Regions from separate parts of the Mus musculus genome. Here region 1 is linked to region 2. The links are chromatin contacts, called in public Hi-C maps. All regions are on one chromosome and are shown on one strand. The core of a region is the stretch at or near the end of the contact, and the rest is flanking DNA. Distances in the headings are between cores, read along the strand shown.

Region 1 (5,930 bases), core at 2,693-5,192, 120 kb before region 2:
CCTCTCTGAAAATCCCCTACACCCTACACCCTCCCCCTGCTCCCCAACCCTCGCACTCCTGGCCCTGACATTCCCCTATACTAGGGCACAGAGCCTTCACAGGACCAAGGTCCTCTCCTCTCATTGAAGAAGAGAGTTTTAAACAGTAAAAATAACTAAGGAAGCATCAGCTGGATATCCCCTTTCAGAATCCTTTTTTTTTAATTATAGATGCTTTTCCAGCATTAATGTATAGATATTGCCACTGTAAGATAATGATGAATAGCCAGTAAGGAATAATGCCTATGATAAATGGGTAGTTTATTAAATGCCTAGTAATAAGATTAATTTGCTCCCTTCTTGCCCAGGAGATACTTAAAATAATTGCATCTTTGCAATTTGCACTGTCATCATTTTTGACTTTGATGATGTCATGGAATCTTTCTGTGAGCTTGAATATGCTCTGCAGTTTCATTTGTATATTTCTTACTACTAAAGCACTTTTTAAAGCTACTTACTGCTCATCACTTATGCAATATTCTACAGTCTCTTCACGATAAAAGAGCGGGGGGCTGCATATAATTGGTTGCACCAGCTAGATCTCTCTCTATAGTGAATAGTTGAGTTCTTTATTCTCTATGAAATTATGGAGGAGAATGACTTAAAAGTCATAGGCTGTGAAAAGTTAGTGGAGAGTGGCTGGTTAGATTGTACATTTAAAGACGATGTCTGACTCTCTGAAGAGCATGAATTGCTGACGTCAGTATAAGGCTTAATACCCTTGTTCCTAACGGTCTGCTTCCACTCCGCCTTTACAATAAAGTGCATCTCCACTGTAGCAGAGTTAAAGCTGCATGTGTAAGAGAGTTCTCGAGAAATGTAAGGGACACCTGAAACATGGTAATGCCACATCACAGCATGAGGGCGTGGAAGACCAGTGCTCTCAACTCTAAAAGAGAAACAAAAAGTTTGTTAAAATAACAAATCTTTTGAAAATGTCACTTGCTTCCAAACATAGTCTTCCAAACTAGAGACCTCAAAGTTTAATCCCCCTTTTTCATATGATACCATACGGAAAAATCTTAAGAAGTTGTCATAAGAAAAATATCAGCAGCTAGTGACTTTCTGAACCGAGTGTTTAAATAGATGCAACAGATGTTCTCCACACATCTGTGTGGAGTAAGAAATCACCATACAATTCAAATCCTCAAATTAGTTTCCCATGAACCATAAATTCAGTAAATACAACGATTAGTGTCTGTGTACTGCCTTATTACATCAGATACTATTAAATCTTTTGTAGATCAGCTGATAGTGAAGCTGCTCAAAATGTATTTATCCCTAAAATATTTTATCCTTAAAATGGTGTGCTTAAAGGATTATAATGTATTTTGTTGATTTTTTTTTGAAATATGAAAAACATATCCAGAGATTTAGTTTGTCAGTGTCTGTCTCTTGAGGTCATGGTGGGTACATGATTATTTGATATTGCACAGTAATTATACCTTTTTGTCCCAAAATGTAATAAGTAGAAATAATTTTCCATGTGTTCTAAGTATGTTCCAAATAGTGGAAAGCAGAGACGCTGTCTCAATTCTCATCAGACTTGGTAACCAGTCCCTAGTGGCATAAAATAGTTGCTACACCATTCAGAAAAAATATCAACAGGCAGACAGTGGACATGTTAGGAAACATTGCTCCAAAAATAACAGATTTTAGACGGCTCTCTGCTCAGCCAATAACAGCTAGAATTAATCAAATCCTATGACTCAGAAATCAGTTTATAGATGGATAAATTTCAATGTGAAAAAATCAAATTATCCATAAGAAAGACATATCTAAGTAATTGTTTTAATCTCAAGTCAACATCATTATTTATGCTAAATCAAATAAATCATGATCAGTTACTTAGAAATTTTCCAGATGCCACCTTCAAGATGCCTATGAATTGCCAAAAAAAAAAAAAAAAAAAAAAAAAACTAGCCAAAAATTTGGAATAATTTGTGTAGAACTATATTGGAAATTAAACTTTTCATCAACAAAGCACTTGAGTTCTATTTTCTACTTTGAATATCTCTCCATCCCCAAAACTTTAATGTATTTAAATAAGAAGAGAACAAAGAATCATTATTTAAGTTAGTTAAATGCTTCTATTTGCTTTTAAAGTGTCATAAGTTCAAAGTACATTTTTTTTTGCTATTCGTTTTATTTGCATATAAAACTCAAACAAAGGTCGTGAAATAGTTTGATCCACCAGATAGATCTCCATGCAGTTCTTTATCTTCTGCTAAATAAGGAAGAAAAGGGACATTAACTCATAGGCTTTGAACACCCTGTAAATAGCTATAGGAGACTGAATTGTATCTGACTGAGTGAAATATCTGCTGAGGAGAAAATTGGAGGCAACCTTAATATGCTAGATCCTAAAGGTCTGTTTTCCGAACCCATTAAGTTACTGTCATCAACCTTTTTATCAGTGACACCTACTGTACAGATGGATAAGCTTTCAGAGGAACCACGTTGGCCTTATATGTTAGAAGCAACATTCAACAAACGCACTCCAACAGTTTGATGAGCATAGCAAGAGCTTTCTCGATGGGTGACTGTCCAGCTGCCGTGTGCGGTGCTGTTCACATTTGCCTCAAACACAGAAAAGCCTTAAAAGATTTTTCCCAAACTAAGAGAAGAAGATGGATACAGTGTGGATGACATTGAGCACCGGGGCTGTGTGTGCGGATGGGAGCGGGAATCAAGAGACAAAGCAAGGAAGTTTTGCAAATTTGACCTTTCACTGATTTGAGAGACTTAATTGTGCACCTGTTGTTTGAGCAAATCCAAATTCATCACCACAAACATCTCAAAGCAAACCTCCACCCAGCTCCAAGAGGTGTTTCCTGAGTGTTCTAATTTTGAAATTAAGTCCAAAAGCGAAGGCGACAGGGCAGTAGCTCTCCCCTGTTCTTCTTCAGTCCTCCTGAGAACAAAGGCTGCAAACTCAGACATCTGGACTGGTCTGGTCTCAGAAACCATCCTTGTGAGCACCCTGGCTGGACTAGAGCCAGACCAACAGGAGGTGGCGTTCATGCCACAGCAGCTGCTCAATGTCCAAGCTTGGTCAACCAGGCTCTACCACACCCCTCTCACAGGTGCCCCAGTCCTGTCTGCCTGTGTTCCACTCACCTGCTTCCAAATAAACTAGAGACTCTTGCCCTGAAGAGACAGAGCTGTTCCATATTTAGCTTAAGCTTGCTCCCCAACTATAGAAAAAGGCACTCCAAAAAAAAGGAAACTTTTCTGTTATGCAGGGAGAAGGTGAAAGGAAAGAATAACAGGTTTTCCACCTTCTCTCTGGACGCCTACTAAGTACTGTTTTCCAAGTCTATAAGGAGTCCCCAACCTAGTGCAGAGTACTCCATACCGCCCCAGAATCCCAAGTCCCTTGTTTTATGCTGCTCTGACTCACCACTGACCACCCTTCGGGCAAAGGCTCCCTGGGCACAGAGCAGCGCAGCTCCCAGCAAGAGTGAGGCGATGCGGATCATCCTGGCGAGCCTTCTGCAGCAGGTGTCCAGTGAAGGAAAGACGAGGTCTTCCCGCAGCGCGGCCACCGCCGGTGGCTCTCACCAGCAGCTTCCTTGCTTTCCTGCTGGGTCCTACTCCCTCCTTCCCAGCGCAGCAGCTAGGATGCCTGTAAGCATCGCCTTTAGGGAGGACCTTCTGCCAGGCTGCCCCGTGCCGCACTGGGCTGGAGTGCAGGACACCGTGGGCGTGTCTGGGAGCAGGGGACAGTGTTATGAGTTCCTCTGTCTGTATCTGTTGGAAAGGTGAAACGGGAGTTCTAACGCAAACCTAAGCAGCTGCCTTCCCTTCCTTCTCAGGTCTCTGTGTTCTAAGGGACTGAGCTGGTGTGTCCTGGTAGTGGCTTCAACAGCAGCAACAGCAGCAGCAACAGCAGCAACAGCCGCTCTGCGCTGGCGGCACTCTCTTATATATGCCCAGAGCCTGGGGTTCCAACCCCTAGCTAGTAATCATTTTAACTACTTCGTCCCTCCTGCCAAGTGGAGCATCTGGCCCCTCCCCTAAAAGCCGGAGCCACTTTGAAAAGAGTCCAGTCAGCAGTCCCTCCTCCTCCACTCCCGGTCCCCACCCCCTTCCCATTTGCCAACAGACTTCAATACTCATTTGTGTAAAATGTGACAGCTTTGCTATTAAACTCGGGCAAAAGTTGGCTCCATTTGGTTTTCTCGGAGATAAATGTCCACGAGGATGCCAAGTTTCAGGGCCTTTCTCTTTTTCTGCTAAATTGCTTGATCATATGTATGGTGAGATGCGGGGCACTAGCCACTATTTAAGATGGATTGGCAGAGTGGAAGCCAAAACCTGCTCAGTGAATTATATAATGTGGCAGCTTTTTCCCCACCTAGGTTCTGCAAATAGATTATTTCCAAGCAGGTTGCTTGACTAAATTGCCATAGAAGTAATTTGAAAAGAATCTTGGAAACAAGCCCCCCCCCCGACTAATTTCAGTCTCAGTGTTTGCAACTCCAAGGGGGGAAAGTCCAGGCAAAATAAATAATCTGAATTGTTGAGAACTTCACGAATGCAAAATGAGTGTATTTCTCTGAACGTATCCATCAGTGGTCTATGGATTCCATTAAAAGTAAGCCAGCCTGGTCTACAAAGTGAGTTCCAGGACAGCCAGGGCTATACAGAGAAACCCTGTCTCAAAAAACCAACCAACCAACCAAACAAACAAACAAATAAACAAACAAAAAAGTAAGTCTCACTTTAAGGAATATGTATGTGCCTTTCCAAACCTGACCCACTCTTCTGTAACAGTCCAATGGCTGGCTTACCATTTTTATGGAGTCAGAGATGTTCGTGAGAGTTCTCATAATGACAGTTTACACATAGTCCATAATAGGAAACCTGAAAATGTTCTTAGGATCAGCTTCTGTAAAACAGGAAAGTTTTTTTGTTATGTTGCTTTTCATTATAATTTATAATTAATTAATTAGGTTTTTTATGTGTACAAGTATGTGATTGTGGGGGTGTGTGTATGTGTGTGTATGTATGTGTGTGTGTTTGTGTGTGTATGCGATTGTATGTGTGTGATTTTGTGTGTGTGTGTGTTTGTGTGTGATTTTGTGTATGTGTGTGTGTGTGTGTGTCTGTGTGTGTGTCTGTGTGTCTGTGTGTGTCTGTGTGTGTCTGTGTGTGTGTGTTGAGGCCCAAAGGTGCATTCAGGAATCTCCCTTCTTTCCATCTTATTCATTGATGGGTGAGTCTCACAGTGAAACAAGATCTTATGATCCATATGACCTGTCTCCTTAGCCCGATTGCTTAATGACCCCATCTTCAACTTCAGAGGCTAGATTGCTGGAGGGACACCACAGCCACATGGCATTTGTGTGGGTTCTGGGGATCCTAACTCTTATCCTTTTGTTTAAGTGCCAAGGGCTTTAACTGCTGAGCCATTTCCTCAGACCCCATTATATTGCTTAAATGCACCAAGATTTCTTAAATAGGATCATTTCATATTTTAATGGGCAGCACACTTTCCTCCAAGGTCTAACTGTCTTTGGTTTTCATATGAAATGAGGACACTGATGGATCATTTTCTTGGAAAAAAGGCAGTATGTATGGCCACAATCAGGACCAGTCTCACAGAATCAGATGCTTCAGCAATTGGGAGATTCTTAACTACTAAATACACTTTACTAATTAAAGTAGAATTCTAATTGTGTGTGTGTGTGTGTGTGTGTGTGTGTGTGTGTGTGTGTGTGTGTGATGGATAGATAGAGATATAGATTAGATAGAGATTAGATTTAGATATAGATCTATATACACTTTTTCTGTTCTTTTTATTGACTGTGAATGAACTATCCTACTGTAGGGCCATGGGCAATTGATAAATATGGATTTGATAGTGAGTCTATTATTTTTACCAC
Region 2 (5,716 bases), core at 1,077-3,576:
CCCACTAGGTTCATAGCAGCTTTATTTATAATAGCCAGAAGCTGGAAAGAACCCAGATGTCCCTCAACAGAAGAATGGATTAAAAAAAAAAGTGCTCCATTTACACAATGGAGTGCAACTCAGCTACTAAAAACTATGACTTCATGAAATTTCCAGGCAAATCGATGGATATCATCCTGTGTGAGGTAACCAAGACCCAAAAGAACACATATGGAAATGTAGGGAAAACAAAATGGATGAGAGACAGAAGGAAAGGTCATCCCGAGACTGTCCCACCTTGCAATTCATCCCATCTGCAGACACTATTGCTAATGCCAAGAAGTGCTCCTCGATAGAAGCCTAGTATGGCTGTCATCTGAGAGGTTCTGCCAGCATCTGACTAAGACAGATGCAGATACTCACAGCCAAGCATTTGAACTGAGCCTGGGGACCCCAATAGAAGAGTTAAGGGGAAAACTGAAGGAGCTGAAGGGGATTGCAACCCCATAGGAAGAACAACAAATAGAAACCCCCACCCCCACCTTGCCAAACTTCCAGGGACTAAACCACCAACCAAAAAGTATACATGAATGGGTCCATGACTCCAGCTACATATGTAGCAGAGGATTGCCTTATCTGGTATCAGTGGGAGGAGAGGCCTTTGGTCCTATAGAGGCTTGATGCCCCGGCATAGGAGGATATAAGAACGGTGAGGCTGGAGTAGGTTGGTAGGTGGAGGAGCACCCCTTTAGAGTCAAATGGGAAGGAGAATGGCATGGAGGTTTAATAAGGGGAGACCAGGAAGGGGGACAACATTTGAAATGTAAATAAATAAAATGATCAATAAAAATTATACAACCTCTGTGTTTGCTAGGCCCCGGCATAACCATCATTGGAAAGAGAGGCCCATCGGTCTTGCAAACTTTATATGCCTCAGTACAGGGGAACGACAGGGCCAAGAAGTGGGAGGGGGCGGGGAAGGGAATGGACGGAGAGGGTATGGAGGGACTTTTGGATAGCATTGGAAATGTAAATGAAGAAAATACCTAATTTAAAAAAAAACAAAAAAATTACACAATCTCAACCTGTCTTTACACTTGAAAGATATATTAAGCATATAAAATATTTTAGGCAGGGCTGGAGAGATAGCTTGGTGGGTAAAGCATTTGCTGAACAAATGTAAGGTCTTGGGTTCAAACCCTCAGAACCTGCATAAAGCCACATGAGATGGTGCACATCTGTAATCTCTATGCTACATCAAGTTGAGAAGCAGAGAAAGGAAATCCCCTGGAAGGTTATGGACCAAGTACCCTGGTGTACATGGGACAATCAAATAAAAGAGAGACCCTGAATCAAAACTATCGGAAAATAAAGACTGATAGCAGAGCTTTCCCTATGACTTCCACTCATGTGTCATGGATATACATGCCCACTTTTTCACACACACACACATGCACATACAGAACATCATAGGCATGCATTAAATTATTATACTACATATTATGTAAATATATTCCATGATTAGTATGTGTCAATTAAAACAGAATAATCATAACCTGAAAACAAGAGATAAGCAACATTCTCTGTGAAGCAAGTTGTATTTGTGTAACTCAAGTAATAGCCAAGCCTTTGCTAAGCTGGAGTCTGGGAGCAACACCATGTGTCTTCTCAGAACTGAACTTGATGTTCTCTTTAGCTAATTTGAGGAACAGATTCTTTTCAGAGAGACTGGCCAACACCTGTCACTATGGCCAATCCATTAGGGCACTTGCGCTATGCCCCTCTGACAGATTTCATCTCCATTCTAAGGGTGGGCTGCTAGTTCCCAGGATTCAGCCTTGTGGACACAGCGACTTTCTCAAGCTGCTTTTTATCCATGTAGATCCACCATAGCCTCTATTTGACGCACAAAGCATCTCATTCTGTTTCGGTGTGCAAGAACTGCTCTAGTCACACACAAAGGCATAGAGAACATAGAGTCAGCCCTACCAGCACCATAGGGGTGGAAGTGTATCAGGGATAATAACAAAAGCCAAAGACAGTTGATAATCACTTCTGTTATGTTCCTGACATGGAACAAAAATCAATTTAGCCATTCAAATAACCTTCTAACAGGGGTAGTATTACTGTTTTCCAAATAAGGAGACTAAAATTGACAGGCATTAAGTAAATACTTGTATTATATATCATCATCCATAGATTTAATCTCTTAAAACAGAAACTAAGCTGGGCTAGGGTGCTGATTAGTACATAGATATCATTTTTCTCTCTGATCTTCCTCACTCTGCTGAAGGAAAATAGTCCGCAGAGACACTTCTTGTGAGCACCATCCTAATGCATTTTCTTTCAAAGCATGCGTGAAGAGATGGCTTAGTAGGTAAACATGAGGTCAGGACAGGAGACACACCAGAAGCTTGTGGGCTTCTGGCTTCTACAGATAAAGTGAGCTCAGCATAAAGGGAGAGAGAGGATACATTCTCTTAGGATTTGCTCTTACACATCTTTACAGAGAGACACAGGCATGTGAACAAAGTGGAGAATACTAGGGTGGTATTGCACACACACACACACACACACACACAAAACACACGTGCACATGCATCTATCCAACATAACTGTCAGGCATTCATCAGTCACATTCCAGGAAGATCACACCATTTCTGTATTATCAGAAACTTAACTGAATGTAATTTCCCAACGGATAAGTGGCCCAATGGGAGTTCTTAATGAACATCCTCTTGCTGAGAGATTTTAATGCATTTCTCCTTGTGTCTAAAGTGGTTTATTTGAAGTTCTGTTGAAGGTAAGGTAATGCCAGATATCTGTGAAAGTCCCTTCCAGGTGTCAAGTCTTATTAAGGGGACAGTAGTTTTCTAAAGAACTCAAGAATTCTTGCCGTCTATTATTCAAATTCACGGGATTTCCTCTGGTTATGCAGTATCACTTTCTCTCCTTAAGTGCATTAAACTATTCCCTTCTACACTTCCTTCCAACCCTTTGGCCCTTCTACTGCAATGCGTTTAGAACAGATGCTAGGCGAAGGACTAAAATTCCTATAAATTAATAAGGCTTGTCATAGAAAATGTCAGGTTCCAATTGCAGTAACAGGGCAATAGACCAAAAGCAATTCCACAAAGTGATGGCACATGATTTTAAAAAATTCCTTTGTCAGATATTTGGTGATTAATAAAGAGATCAAATTTTATTATAATAAAATTATATCTCTTAATATGTTTAATACTGCAGAATTTTATTAAAATAAAACCACAATCATGTTCTTTCTATAATTAAGTAAACTTAATAGATATTGTTGCTATTGAATATGTATTCAGTAGCACTGGACAAATTCCAATAAGAAATAAAACCTATTTGTTTGTTAAATGTATTCAAACACATTCATATAATTATATAAATTTATAGAAAATATATAAAAATAAGTTCAATAAGTACAATAGTGAACTATGAAGTGGACTCATGCTGTGTAGATAAAGAATGTACTTTGATTTCTAAAGACTTGAAGAGTGATTTAGTCTAATAAATATACAATAAATTTTATGAGAGTATCAGTAGCAAGCACAAAAATATTAAAAATAATTTTACATAAATTAATTTTAGGAGTCATAGCTAATATATTTCTGAAAGTGTATCTATGAGATGATATATATCAGCATATTTTCATATATAGATTTCATGTCTTACAGATGCTCCCTTTGAATACTTCTATAACCTATCTTCTTTACAATGTCTCATAGATTGTCTAAATGCAAAGTCGAGTTACCAGGCCATCTTGGGTCTGGTGAAAGTATTCTCTCCTTACATGCAGATGACCAGTTTTCATTGTGTCTTCCATGGAGGCTAAGAGGAGAGAGGAAACTCTTATGTCTCTTCTTACAAATTGACTAATTTTATCTATACCCATTTCAGGACCTAATCACCATTCAGACCCCATCTCTACATCCCATCACCTTGGAGGGTTAGATTTTCAGCACATGAAGGATACAGACATTCACTCAGTGACATATGCCTACAATGCTGTTTATTGACTTTCTCTTTCTCAATATCATATATGACTTTGTAGAGTCTACCTCCAGCAGAAAGACAAGGCATGAAGTGGAAAGATAGGGTTGCCATCCCATAGTGAAAAATCTGAGCCATAATTATACCTGTCTAAAAGAACTGAAGGGGCAAAAATGGAGAAGAGCCTGAGGGAAAGGAGGTCCAATGACAGGGGAGATTTGGATCCAGATCAAGGAGAGGCCCCAGGGTCTGATACTATTAATGCTGTCTGTGGTGTGCGTACAGACAAGATCCTAGCATGGCTACTCTCCAAGAGGCTCAACAAGCAGCTGAAAGAGCCAGATGAAAATACGTACACTCAACCAATGAATAGAAGCTGGGAACCCTGTGCTTGAACTAGAGAAATGCTGGGAGAAGCTGAGGAAGAGGGTAACCCATAGGAAGACCAGAAGTCTCAACTAACCTGGACCCCTGAGATATCTCAAACACTGAACCACCAACCAGGAAGCATATACCAGCTGTTATGAGGCCCCCAGCACATATACAGCAGAGGACTGCTCTGGCCTTAGTGAGAGAAGATGCATTTAACACTCGAGAGACATGAGGTCCCAGTAAGGGGGGGGGAGGAGTCTAGTGGGATGTGGGGGGCTGGGGATATCCTCTTGGAAACAGGAGTAATGGGATGAGGAATAGTTGGAAGGTGGACTGAGAGAGAGATAATGACTGGACTGTAAAAAAAAACTTAAATAATTATAATAATGAAAAAACCGGCAAATATCTTCAACAAAATTATAGAAGAAAACTTCCCAAATCTAAAGAAAGAGATGCCCATGAACATACAAGAAGCTTACAGAACTCCAAATAGACTGGACCAGAAAAGAAATTCCTCCCAACATACAATGATCAGAACAACAAATGCACTAAATAAAGATAGAATATTAAAAGTAGTAAGGGAAAAATGTCAAGTAACATATAAAGGCAGGCCTATCAGAATTCCACCATATTTTTCACCAGATACTATGAAAGCCAGAACATCCTGGACAGATGTTATACAGACACTGAGAGAACACAAATGCCAGCCCAGGCTACTATACCCAGCCAAATTTTCAATTACCATAGATGGAGAAACCACAGTATTCCATGACAAAACCAAATTCACACATTTTCTTTCCACGAATCCAGCCCTTCAAAGGATAATAACAGAAAAATATCAATACAAGGACGGAAACCACGCCCTAGAAAAAGCAAGAAGGTAATCCCTCAACAAACCTAAAAGAAGACAGCCACAAGAACAGAATGCCAACTTTAACAAAAAAAAACAGGAAGCAACAATTACTTTTCCTTAATATCTCTTAATATCAATGAACTCAACTCCCCAATAAAAAGACATAGATGAACAAACTGGCTACACAAACAAGACCCAACATTTTGCTGCTTACAGGAAACTCATCTCAGAGAAAAAGATAGTCACTACCTGAGAATGAAAGGCCGGAAAAAATTTTGCAAGCAAATGGTATGGAAAATAAACAAGCTGGACTAGCCATTCTAATATCAAATAAAATCAACTTCCAACCCAAAGTATCAAAAAAGACAAGGAGAAGCACTTCATACTCATCAAAGGTAAAATTCTCCAAGAGGATCTATCAATTATGAATATCTATGACCAAATACAAGGGCAGCCACATTCACTAAAGAAACTTTAGTAAAGCTCAAAGCACAC

Evidence for each region. A called contact is a pair of places that touch in the nucleus more often than the background predicts.
Region 1: a Hi-C map of muscle stem cells shows a contact between it and region 2, with 2.5 times the contacts expected there. The contact joins the promoter of Chodl here to the enhancer-like site in region 2. A contact is called at or near these places in 1 of 39 promoter capture datasets (embryonic stem cells), 1 of 484 Hi-C or Micro-C datasets (muscle stem cells) and 3 of 9 other capture datasets (adipose tissue, liver and pancreatic islet).

Annotation. Positions count from the first base shown.
Region 1 is chr16:78,928,960-78,934,889 of GRCm38.p6, reverse strand. Chodl (chondrolectin) reads right to left here and starts at 3,942. Exons shown (of 6, transcript NM_139134.4): 1 at 3,443-3,942. The coding sequence starts at 3,521.
Region 2 is chr16:78,808,656-78,814,371 of GRCm38.p6, reverse strand. No RefSeq gene overlaps it. Among named protein-coding and RNA genes, the nearest start is that of 4930570E03Rik, 120 kb to the right of the region's middle. Within about 2 kb of position 2,326, at least 1 of the 459 cell types and tissues checked has an H3K27ac peak or open chromatin away from gene starts, as enhancers often do. A contact at or near this core is called in muscle stem cells, where this site is marked.